Linked DNA regions of Zea mays: region 1 is linked to region 2. Evidence: chromatin contacts called from public Hi-C data. All regions are on one chromosome and are shown on one strand. Each heading gives the region's core, a stretch centred on a gene start, on an enhancer-like site or on the middle of the called end of the contact. The rest is flanking DNA. Distances are from core to core; before and after follow the strand shown. Region 1 holds the start of LOC100281980 (40S ribosomal protein S30). Region 2 holds the start of LOC100281145.

Region 1 (5,945 bases), core at 2,400-4,899, 900 kb after region 2:
GCCCGCCCGGGAAGGCGGCGCGCGGACCGCGGCTGCCCTCGCTCGCGCTCGCGCGCCCGGGTCAGGCGCCGGCCTGCGCGCTGACGCCGCCTCTGGCCGCAAGCCGGTGTAGTACTCCTACGTCGTCTATGGCAGAGCGCGCGCGCGAGAGATAGAGAGAGAGAGAGAGGCACTGAGGCAGGCAGGCCGGCTGGCTGGCCTTCTTTTCGTCGTCGGTCAGGTGGCCTGTCTCTCTTGTCAGCTTTGACGTTGTTTGGAAGCAAGTTAAGCTGTCAGAGAAGCAGGACCATGTCGATCCACGGGACCGCAGCGGCTGCCACCGCTCGTGCGTGCATGGCCACTGACACAGCGTGTACTTCAATAATGCAGCGGCGTACGTACTCTTGCTTATTAATCCAATCAGTGGACGGAGCTTCAGTCTCACCCCCCACGCTTAATTAGCTGAAATAAAGTACCGTGGTTTGACCCTGTTTTGACCCGCTATACGGATCTCTGTTCTTGTATATTATAGCTGACAGCTGTTTTAAACCTTAGCAGTATTTGTTTAAAATATTTAGCCAAACAAAATACAAGAATATGTTATTACATCTGTTATTAAAAAAATCAGGTCTTCAAAATGCAAAAAAGGTTCATGTATCTCTCCCCCCCCCCCCTTTTTTGCTTGCTCTGACGTGTCACTTGTGTCTATTTGCAATGCGCAAAATTCGAACACCTAGTGGCATTGTAGATAATATTGTTTCACACTTTAGGGATGAGATATGGGAGCCGTTGGATACTAGCCTAAGAGACTTGCACTTAGAACTAAAAAATGCATGGCTAGTTATTGTACAAAATGAAGAATATATATAAATACTAAAAATCTAATAGGAAATAGTGTTATTCCTCAACCTTTCACGTTTCAACTTCCATTTCATCCTACCAAACGGAGCCTTGTTCTTTTCTAATACGCTGGGTCTTGTACTCTTGTGAGTTTGATCGGAGCTTCGAAGTACAGCCCTGGGCCACGTTTTGGTCACATAGCGCTGCGGCGGCCCCTGCCTTGCGACCAGGAGGCAGCTCAACCATGACCACGCGTGGAGTACGAGCGCCAGGTCCACATCCACGCACACGAGATGGCCGCGCGATGACCCGCGCCGGTGAAGCTGGGCACGGCGCGCAATCATCCAAGGGCTCTCCCCGGCAACGTGATCCGGCAGCAGAACGGGGATTTCGTCCGCGTCCGGCGCGAGGGGAGGCAGCAGGTCAGCGGGGGAGATGGACGAGAAGACGCGCGTGGAGCAGGGGATCATCTGGGTGGGGTGGGTGGGGGAGCAGGCCGACGCTGACCCGCCCCGCCCGTGCACCCAATCTTGGACGCTTGCGCGGTCGGATCCCACCGGCACCGGCAGCGCGCGAGAGGCGAGACAGACCACCGCCCCCGCTCCCGCTTCCGCTTGGCTCCGCCGCGCCGCGCCGCTCCTGCCTGCGCTGGCGGTCGGAGGCATGGGCGGGCACGGGCGCCTGTCCTCCCAACGGGGGCAGGCAGATGGTCTCCCGAGATCGTGTCTGCGGTGCGGTGCGGTGCGGCCCGGACATGCCGTATGCCCGCAGCCGGTTTCAAGCACGGGGCCACCGGACAATCTGCTCTACTGTGCTGGCCCACCTCCGTTCGACGAAGCCCGTAGTCGGTGGTGTTTCCACTGGATCCAGATATTCCAGGCCGTTCCAGCCAGATTACATTTCTTTTTTGAGGCCTCGGCCCATCATATATTTATAAGCACAAAAGGGAGCCTCTACCAGAATTCGGAAGGAACGACAGCCAGGCCCAATACACTAGCAGCCACGCTCTTCGGCCCAGCACGGCCATCGGACCATGTCAAAGCTGACAGCAATCTCAATTGCGCGCATCCGCACACAGCAGCTGAAACGCCCAGTTTTTTTTTTCTAAAAAAAAAACTTGAAGCGCCCAGGATTGGCAGATCAATATCGATGCTGCAGTTTCAGAATAGGAAGGCAATAGAGGAGCAGCAACCGCCATCATCAGAGATGGTTCAGCAGTGTGATAGACTCTCCCTAAACCCTAATCTCTAAATCCAAAAAAAATTTAAAATTGAAGTGGAGCATTTACATAAAAATAAATTTAAAATTATAGGAGACATATGAACAATACTAAACTGTAGAGGTTACTTTATCTTAAGCAAAAGTTCGAGAAAGATATATTAAAAATGAGACATATCCTTTTTTTTATAGCTAATTCAACAACTTGTCCTCGGTACTATTGAGAAGCGCCGTATGATATTAGACTTGACTGACTGTTTTCTCACATTCTATCTAGAGACCACTTAACGGCGCACGACAACAATAGACCGCAAGTTAGATAAAAAAAAAGTATGAAGATTTTTTTTTTTTTTTTTTTGCAAAAGAGAGGATTGTGGAAATCAGGAAAACTGGTGTTTCGTGTGTTTAGTTCAGCTTTCCGAAACAGATTTGCTGTCAAAAAATTGAAATATAAAAAATGTACAGGTTCCTCAATTCAAAATCACATACTCGGTTGCAAAAACACAACAGCCGCTGTTCGCAATGCTGCACTAACAAACATGGGAGACTCGCAAGAAAATGGAACCCTACCAGGTTACAAACCAAGGTACGATTGGAGGCAGGGGAATGGAATACAGATCGTTTGGAGACTCAAATCGTCTTCGAGAATCGGGATTGAGCAAAGCTTGAACCTCACTTTACACAAGGCTTACATTTCCAATTATCGTTCACACCGCAAATTATCATTCTACAGTGTCAAAACAAGGATAGAACAAGCACCTTCAATCAAATAGCAGGCTCGGCTCCGCTCCCACAAACTACCCGAACCTAGTACAGATCTTATCAGCAAGCTGGTTTCAAAGTGGGCTAACCATTCAAATTTATAACTGGACCATAATGCCAGCAATAACGAGTGAAAAAACAGCAGGTTCCTTAATCAAGCGAGGAACGCCGAACCAAACAAACAAATTAGGCAAATCTAGTCAATGTCATGTAGCCAATCGACGAATGATTTAACCCACCTATTTGCATAACATTTCACAAAGAATGCAAAAAGGGGCAAGAAGTCATTGCCACGTATCATCATATCTCAAAAATTCATCCTCGATTAATAAGGAGGTTGACATATAATCTCAAGCTCTCATCTCACCGCACGAAACTGAGACTGGAACAACAACAAAAAAAGATCTTCTTCTGCTTGCACAACGAAAACTACTACCAGGAAGAGCAAGAGCATAGGCATAGGCATGCGAGCCCAACGGCGTCGCGCCTACTTCTCGGACGAGTTGGGCCCGCGCTTCTTGCCGAAGCCGACGACGGCGGTGACGAAGCGGCGGTTGTACTGCATCCTCTTGTACGCGCGGCCGCGGGGCTTCTTCTTCTTGTCCTGCTTCGCCACCTTGGGCGTCTGCCCGCGGACCTTCCCGGCGCGGGCCAGCGATCCGTGCACCTTACCTGCGCATAGACACGGGACGCGACTCACCTTGATCAGCGCGTGAGTACAGGAGGGAGCAGCGAAAGGTGAGGAAGAATGAGAGCTGGCGGTGGGTTACCCATGGCTGCGAAGTGGCGGCTGCGGCGACGGAAGCGAGTGCGGGGAGGCTGAGAGATGCGTCGGTGTCGGCGGCGGCGTCGGCGGCGGCTGTAAAAGGAAACCCTAGGTGGTGAGGGGGATGGCTTAATACGCGTGAGGGTTTTTTGCGTGCGGGCCGATTGGGCTTCAGGAAGGGTCTGTCGTGGCCCGTGGGGGACAAGATTGACGGGCTTTGTCACACTGGCCTCATGTTACCGTTCCAACCTATCTTTACAACGCTCTCGCTCTCGGTGGATCACGAGTGAGAATTGAGATTCACGGATTAATGAAAGAAAACGATGGAGAACAGAGGCCACGGAAACCATGTTTGGCGGAGACTTTTGCCATTGTAAAACGCGACAAGTTCGGCTTCAACGAAATAGAGGCGTAGACGAGGTCTTGGATGATTTAGAGATTCACACAACGCACATACGCCGATATGGACTTGAGCTCTCTCTTAGACGCGTTCGACAGTGATTAATCCTCCACCGTGAGGATCAGTCAGGGCAGCCACCGTTCCCGTCTTCAGCGCCGTTACTGCTCGGGTCGCAGTTCCACCGCTACCGCCCTGCCCCGCCGACGCCGACACCGAGCACCCCTTCCAGCCGGACGAAGAAGAGGACGCAGTCAAACAACACCTTCTCGATTCTCCGCTCGAGGCCGCCTTCCTGCACCTCACCCTCCTCCGTCTCGACGCCAACCTTTGCGACGAAGTGGTCCGCCGCGGCTCCCACCTCCTCTTCTTCCACGGGGGCGGCGCGAACGGTACCGCCACTCCCCCTGTGCAGACGCTGCTGCTAGCGACAGCGGGCCGCAGCAGGAGAACCTGAGCGTGCCGGATTCGTCCGTGCCAAATGCGAAGAGAGCGAGGCGGAGGATGACCAAATTGGCCGTCGCGGTCGCTGCCGGGTCTGTCCTCGCCGCGCTTCTTGTCTACGCCATGATTGCGATGAAGAGGCTGGACGCCGCCGAGATTGGCCCAGCAGCACGGGAAGCAGAGGCGTTCGAGCAGAACATGGATGTTGTTGGCCGACTGCGCCATCCGAACCTTGTACCACTCCGAGCATTCTTCCAGGCAAAGGAGGAGCGGCTGCTTGTGTATGATGGTCGCCGAATGAGCTTCTGCTGCAGCTACGACAGCTGCTCGCGCGGCGTCGTACGAGTCAGCTACTCGCGCGGCGCTGGAGCTCCGGGCGCGGGCTCTCCTCGCGCAACCGTGACGTCGCCGACATGCTCTGCGACTACATCCCCAGCTACTGCGCCAAGTCGTGCTCGGCCGACGACGCCACCACCGCCTCGTCCTCCTCATCCTGCTCGTCTGGCTCCGTTCAGCTCACGCGGCATTGGGCGGCCTTCTTTCATTACATCCACCACCGATTCAACGCGGTGTCCAGATCGAATCTAGACTCCACTAATTTTATGGGCACGGAAGAGCCACGTGGAGTAGAGTCCCGTCAGAACTTCTCGAACAGGCACAAGAGGTGTTCTGTTCCGGAAATTATCGACCGATGGCTCACGCACTAGCAGCAGCAGCTCGGAACCGAAATCTAAATAAAAGTCCTGCCCACGCTCTTCGCCGACTTCGACGCTGCGCCGCACTTCTCCTGCGTCGTCACGGAGTTCTGCCCCGGCGGGGACCTCCACTCGCTCCGCCACCACATGCCCAACCGCCGCTTCTTGCCCCCGTCGAACCTGCTGGCGCCCGCCAATACAAGGGCGGAGTCCGTGTCGCAGCTGCTGCCGCACGTGAAGCTCCTCCGCCGCCGCCGCGGTGGCGGCGCTGGACGCCGGCCTCCCCGGCGAGGCCGTGCGCCATTTCAACAAGGTGCTCGACACGCGCCGCAGCGTGCTGTCGCACCCCTTCGCCACGGCCTGCCTCGACGAGCTGTCCATCATGATGCCATTGGAGAGGAAGAAGAGAGAAGGAGAGAGCTCACCGGAGATAGGAGTGGCGGCTACAGCACTGACGGCCATGCAGACGGAAACCGTGCCCCTGCAGACTGATTCGGACGGAGGAGGCTTAATAGTTGTCCTCAGCGTCTATAAGAGATTACGACTAGCGAGCGGCTGCTCTGTCTGTAAACCCTGAGTGTACCAGTGTATTTCCGGCGCCACCACCGAAGATCCACTTCCTGAGCCCGGGGAGCGGGATGAGAACCGATTTTCACCTCGGGTTCCCGGTGGAAGTAGCAATATATCCTGGGCTCGTACTGTCAGACTGATACAGCCGTCGGACCCAGGCCAGCCAGAACCAGAGGCCACGACCGACGTTGGAAACGAACGGCTCTCGCCTACTTCTTCATTTGAGTGCGAAGCTGCCGGCATCTGATCCTTGCTTTTAGAACAAAGCGGAACA
Region 2 (5,885 bases), core at 692-3,191:
GTTTAAATATAGGTATAAAGTTAGGTAAGCTGCTCGAGATAGTCTTAACCTTGTTGTTGAAGTACCGGTACCATTGAATATACACTTTAGCATCTATAGTCATGGCTTCTGACCAGGACACGCCAATGAAGCCGAGATAAGCTGCAACGAACTATATACACTTTATTTTATTAAAAATTAATTTCATTTATTATCTAGGATCGCAAAGGTTTCACCCTTATTCATTACATAGATACGACTAGCTTGAGCTTTAATTCGTACCGACTTTTACTACTTATACAGTGTTTTTGTCTCTAAGGATTAGTCCATGGATTTAATCCAAAGCGAACAAGCTATATCTTTGCAGTCTCTTTAACCAATTTCCCTCGAGAGAAATGTTCGTAGAGTCCAGCAGTATATTCTTTGACTTTCACCTTCTTGTATAGTGCTGGATGGTTCTCGTCTATCAGTTTGTCAGCGGGCCGGATTTCTCTCTCAGGATCTATAGAATAGAACAGAACCACTGATAGCCTCTCTTTCTCCGCGTTTGTTACAACCCGGTGCACTGGGCTCTTGAAGATCCCATTGCTTATTATCTGTGTAAAAGGAAAAGAAAAAACACAACAGTTATCTGTCTTGCATTTCAGCATTTATTCATATATAATAAGCATGACCAGATTAAATTAGCCAAACTTTAATCTCCCATTTGCAATCATAACAAAGATTGTAATGATAGTTCGTTAATAAATGAATTTACCTCTATTTGGTCTCCTAGATTGACGAGCAGGGTGTGAGGTCTGGTGCGCACGTCGTACCAGGCTCCGTCCCGGAAAACCTGAAGCCCGCCGACGCTGTCGTCTAGCATGAGAAGCGAGAGGAACGTGCCGTCGGAGTGAGGCCTCAGGCCGAAGACGAGGTCCGGCCGCGCGCACGGAGGGTAGTAGCTGAACCTGGCATGGGTGTCGGCCCTGTCGCCGAACTGGTCGATGAAGTAGTCGTCGTCGTCGCCGAGCTCATCTAGCGCCTTCGCCATTTCTCGAAGCAGGCAGTCCTTCACTCTCGTGCACTCTGTGGTGAAATCGTGCAGAACGTCCCTGCATATATAGAATTATATTAGACATGCATGTGGCAGACAGTCCTTCACCAAGTAGCTAGTAGAATTATATTGGAGTAATTAATCGATCAACATCATGGGAAGATCACACCTTAGACATGCGGGCCATAGGTCAAGGCTCCTGTCCTCCTGAGGCTCCACCAAGAGGTAAAGGCGGTCGCACCAGTCCAGGACCTGGTCCTCCGACGCCACCCGGTCGTTCCCGTACCCTTGGAGCTGGAAGTGCTTGCCGTCGATCATGTTGCTGTGCTTCTGCTTCTCCTGGAGCGGCTGCCTGAAGAACTCCCTCGACGCGTCCATCATGGCGTCCATGAGAGTGGCCTCGATGCCGTGGTTGGTCACCTGCATGCTCGACATCCATTACGTACGTGCTCCAGTCCAGATCTACGGTATATAGTACTCGACATCCATTACGTACGTGCTCCAGTCCAGATCTACGGTATATAGTAGAGTGCTCTGTAGCATGATAGATACACGGTGTGTTCGTGCGTATGCGTTAAAGCACGTACGTACCAGGAAGAGACCCCAGGACTCGAGCGCCAGCCGGAGCTTCGAGGCCTCGTCGGCGCCGCCGCCCGGCTGGCACAGCCGGGCGAGGTCGATGACCGGGACCGGCGCGGTTACCGTGACCTTGGGCTCGTTGCCTGCGCGCGCGACGTACCGAGCTGGCACGTCGTTCGCTGCGCCGGCGAGCTCTTGCACCGGCGGCGGCGGCGGCGGCAGCACCGGCCGAGCTTCCCCTCCTGCACTTTCCATTCTAGCAGGAGCTAGCTAGCTAGCAGAGGGCTGTGGCTTCTGTACGAGTACGACTAAAATATCATCGCTGCCGCTACGCCCGACGAACCGACGATAGCACAATGAGTGGCGCTCTGGCTAGTACGGTATATAGAGTGCTCGTCTCCGATCCGTCTACTCCTAGCTGCTAGCTAGCCAGCGATCGTTTCGACGCGTGTGGCCCGGAGCACCGCCGTGTTCGTCGATCGCATGTGCACAGAGATGAGATGACGTGCAAGTATGGACGGACTCGCGTTCTTCCCATCCCTAGCAGGCTAAACGTTTGGGAACCCGTGATTTTTTAGAATCTGGTTAATTTATGCACGTTAACCAATAAAATACAACAAAAGTTGATAATTAAGATTTTCTTTTTCTTGCAGCACGTCATCTAAAACACAAATGGTGTTTGGATCTATATATAGCAGATAAAATTTATCCGAGAATTTCTACTTAACCAAACGTTAGTTGCGCAAGAACATGTCCACGTTCGGATAACAGGATCCAGAAACAATTTCGTTCCTTGCCGTAAAAACAAACGAGTACTTATTTGTAATGTATTGTTGTTGAATGTCACGTGGCTGTTAATGTTATATAAAATATAATGTGGTCGTACTTTTATTGTCGGGAATGGAGCCTCGGACGAGAATGAATACGAGATAAATTTTACACCGTAATAGGCATGGAGATGAAAACAAGGATAAATATAGCTTCATGTGTGAATGTAGACGAGGTGTCTAAATCTAATAGAAAATTCTCCATTGACACATAGGGATAGGTCAAGGTATGTGCTCATGTATATATATAGCCGTATAAAACATTGTTTTATATTATGTACATCAATATTTACTGAGCTGGAGATGGAGATAGCTAGCTCCGGATGGAGTCCGGAGTGGCGCGTGCTGTCCGGCCCCTCTCCTGGGGTGCCCGGCCGGCTGTCCTCTTCGATCTTCGTCAGGTCGCTCCATGCCGATAGCACATCGATTGGCCTAGCAACTTGACCTTACCGTGCGTGATATCATCTCCCAATGCAAGTCCCAACAGGGACAAACAACTACAGTTCCAGGGTCGGTTAAACGCGCGCCATCCTGCAGCCAACTACCATATGACCGGAACTCCGGATGTCCCGATCCGTTGCAGGCGCCATCCTGCAAGTGCAGGTGCCTGATATGTCGATTCATCATCTGTCCCTGGCCCTGACGCATGCGCCATCGACCGTGCTGCTTCTGCAACACTTTGGGCTAGCAAGTCGGGGTCCAATGAATTCGGTCTTTATTACCGTCGGTCTCGGTCACCTTGACTATCGACTAAAGTCACTAAACTACAACCGTTTTCAACCCTATCAATCATAACGCGTTCCAGTAAATAGTGTCTTTATTGTCAGTGTACAGGTATCATAGTGTCACATCAACTTTTTTATGAACTAATATTTGAAATGAAACACAATATTTATTTGAAAAAAAAAATCATCCGATCACGATTTTTTTTAAAAAAATACATAACTCAAACAAAATAAATAAAAAATTTAAAGAGTTTATATAGTTACTAAAAAAGATACGGTAATGCTCATTGTTATCCTCCTCCTCCGCCTCTTCCGCGTTTCTACTTCATCTAGTTTAATTGCTTGATAATTTTTTTACGGTCAACTTGTGTCCCCATTTTATGTTATTATCTATATCGGTGGTGTACTGATCCAACAATTTTATGAAGTATTCATACAATTTTGATTGAGTTGACCTCTGGTTGTCTTTATAGAGCTTTCTGGTTGTCATTATAGAGCTTGCTCATCATACTTTTCTCTATAATAAGGGACTCATTGCTACTCGTTGCTAGTCCTTTCCCTTTATATTGTGCTATTGCTATATCTGACCAATATGACATGTAGATTTGACATTGTGCGACAATGCGGAGCTATAATCGTTGTCCATGTTGAGATAAAATTGTTTACTGTCATCGTTGAAGTCATCATCCACATGTTGCACGTACCAATTGGGCGAATAACACGCCATATGCTCCAACTTGGAAGTATGTTTCGCCATACCTATTTCAGAAACTCTCCTTTACTCCTTCAAGGAGCATAGCATCATCTAATCCGCTCGGCCAGGCCAGAGACAATCGCTTGTACATGTCATTCAAAGAGGGTGGACTTATAGTTGTTTGTTGACCACCGATCCTTCAACTGCTTTTGAATACAATGACGAGAAGGTTCGGTGGAGTTGTACGTATACCCTAACTGACCTAAAAAATATCGACCCTTTTTTGCTTAACCATTCTATCTGCTATGTATTTTGCGTGACTATACGCACGATATATGCATGGTATCCAGCGCGAAGCGTCAATCAATTGGACCTGTTTGGTTTAGCTTTTTTCTGACCAGCTTTTTCTGAAAATCTGGTTGTGAAAAGAATCTAGCTGTGGGGAGAATCTGAGTATCATTACGATTACGTATGGAGGAAGATAAAATTGTTCATAGAGCTCAGGATCTAAAAAGTGACGGATTCCTACTATTATAACGACTCAACCGATTATGTGTTTATGTTGATTTTGTATGGTTTTTGCCCTAACGAATTTTATAGAAGCTGGCTGAAAAGCTGAGCGGTTGACAGTCTGTAGCAGCTTTTGGTGGCCAGAAGCTGCCAGAAGCCGAAACAAACAGACCCAATATTAGTTCCAACAATACTCATGGATGGAAAAAATTGTTCTTTTTTTTTCTTTTTGATGGAAGTTCCTAAATTTTGGTGCAAGCCGTTTCTATCTGGATAGTAGCCTTTTCCGGTTCACGAAAGCAGTGTATACAAAATGACAGGTGTGCAAAATCTTCATCAGGATGTACAGCAACAGGCCAGCAGCCACGCCTTCCGCTCAAGCATTGGAACAGATTTTCTCTGGAAACGATGGTTAAAAAAACATGTCTTAGCACCCCAAAAGAAGTTTCTTTGGAACTGCCGGGAGCGGATATATTTGTTTCAATTGAGAAGAAGCTGTACCTTGTCTGGAACTGCTGCAGCACAACCGGTCATCATCCACGTAAGTTGCATTCAGTCCCATCATCCATGAACCTACTGATATATCATCGTGTGCATAACTCTGCAGTGACGCACTGTGTGATAGAGGACAAAACTGAGATGAAGACCTGGTGGGCAGAAATAAAGCACCAGAAAACGCAAGAGCTTCTGTCCAGGCAAAAAATGGTAGCACATATATCTCTGAATAGAAACATAAAAAAACTCGGCCGGGAGGGAAAGACCGCCCTCCTGGTATTATATTAAGAAAAGACCGAAACATGGTTCCGGCCGAGAAAACCCCCGAACCCTGGCTCCCCATCACTAACGGGCCGATCAACTGCTCACTCTGCAACGGCCCAACCGGAGGGTGGCGCGCAGGATATCGATCCCCGAGAGCGGGCGGGACACAACGAGAGGATTTTTTTAACCAAGCCCGAAATTCGCCCCCAAGAAGGATCGAACTCGGGACATGGAGATGCTACCCGAATGCCTTAACCATTACGCTAGAGACCCTTTCACATTTTGACATGGGAATGATTAAACGAGCCCTTGCATCTTGAAGATAATATTTATCCTATTTACCCTTGACACAATATGACATGATATGTGTTCTTTAGGAAGTAAATTAAAACAGCATTCTAATCAATGCACTCACTGATAATTCATACCCAACAGGTATTCAGTAATAATTATTTGGATAACTACCATGGCAACATACAAAAGGAATTTAGATATAATAAGAAATCAAAAGATTAGTTGTTTCATCCACCACAAAAAGATTCAGCCCAAATGTCATATTTAGTCTGAAGTGATCCAACTCCTGCACCAGCATAAGATGTTCTGCAGATTCAAAGGCTCAGAGACTGTTGCACATGTCACTTACCTATTTATGTTGATGTAGCGAGCCAAATTTTTTGAGAGGATAAACAAAGAACCAGAAGCGTGTCGAAAATACCTGTTTTTATGAATAACGTGAATCAGTCATTGAAAATGAAAAGGCATTACAGAGTATCTTG

The links. Hi-C and Micro-C count contacts between places; a contact is called where the count stands out from the background.
Region 1: a contact with region 2 is called in a Hi-C map of ear, with 1.6 times the contacts expected there. The contact joins the promoter of LOC100281980 here to the promoter of LOC100281145 in region 2. A contact is called at or near these places in 2 of 25 Hi-C or Micro-C datasets (ear and leaf).

Annotation. Positions count from the first base shown.
Region 1 is chr9:17,006,564-17,012,508 of Zm-B73-REFERENCE-NAM-5.0, forward strand. It overlaps LOC100281980 (40S ribosomal protein S30), which reads right to left and starts at 3,650. Exons shown (of 2, transcript NM_001245894.2): 1 at 3,570-3,650; 2 at 2,950-3,471. The coding sequence starts at 3,573. The coding sequence ends at 3,287. It also overlaps the pseudogene LOC100279382.
Region 2 is chr9:16,107,340-16,113,224 of Zm-B73-REFERENCE-NAM-5.0, forward strand. LOC100281145 reads right to left here and starts at 1,942. Exons shown (of 4, transcript NM_001196990.1): 1 at 1,607-1,942; 2 at 1,185-1,435; 3 at 737-1,073; 4 at 173-575. The coding sequence starts at 1,849. The coding sequence ends at 333. It overlaps LOC100283552, which reads right to left. Exons shown (of 12, transcript NM_001156452.2): 10 at 5,753-5,824; 11 at 4,852-4,964; 12 at 4,550-4,749. The coding sequence ends at 4,727.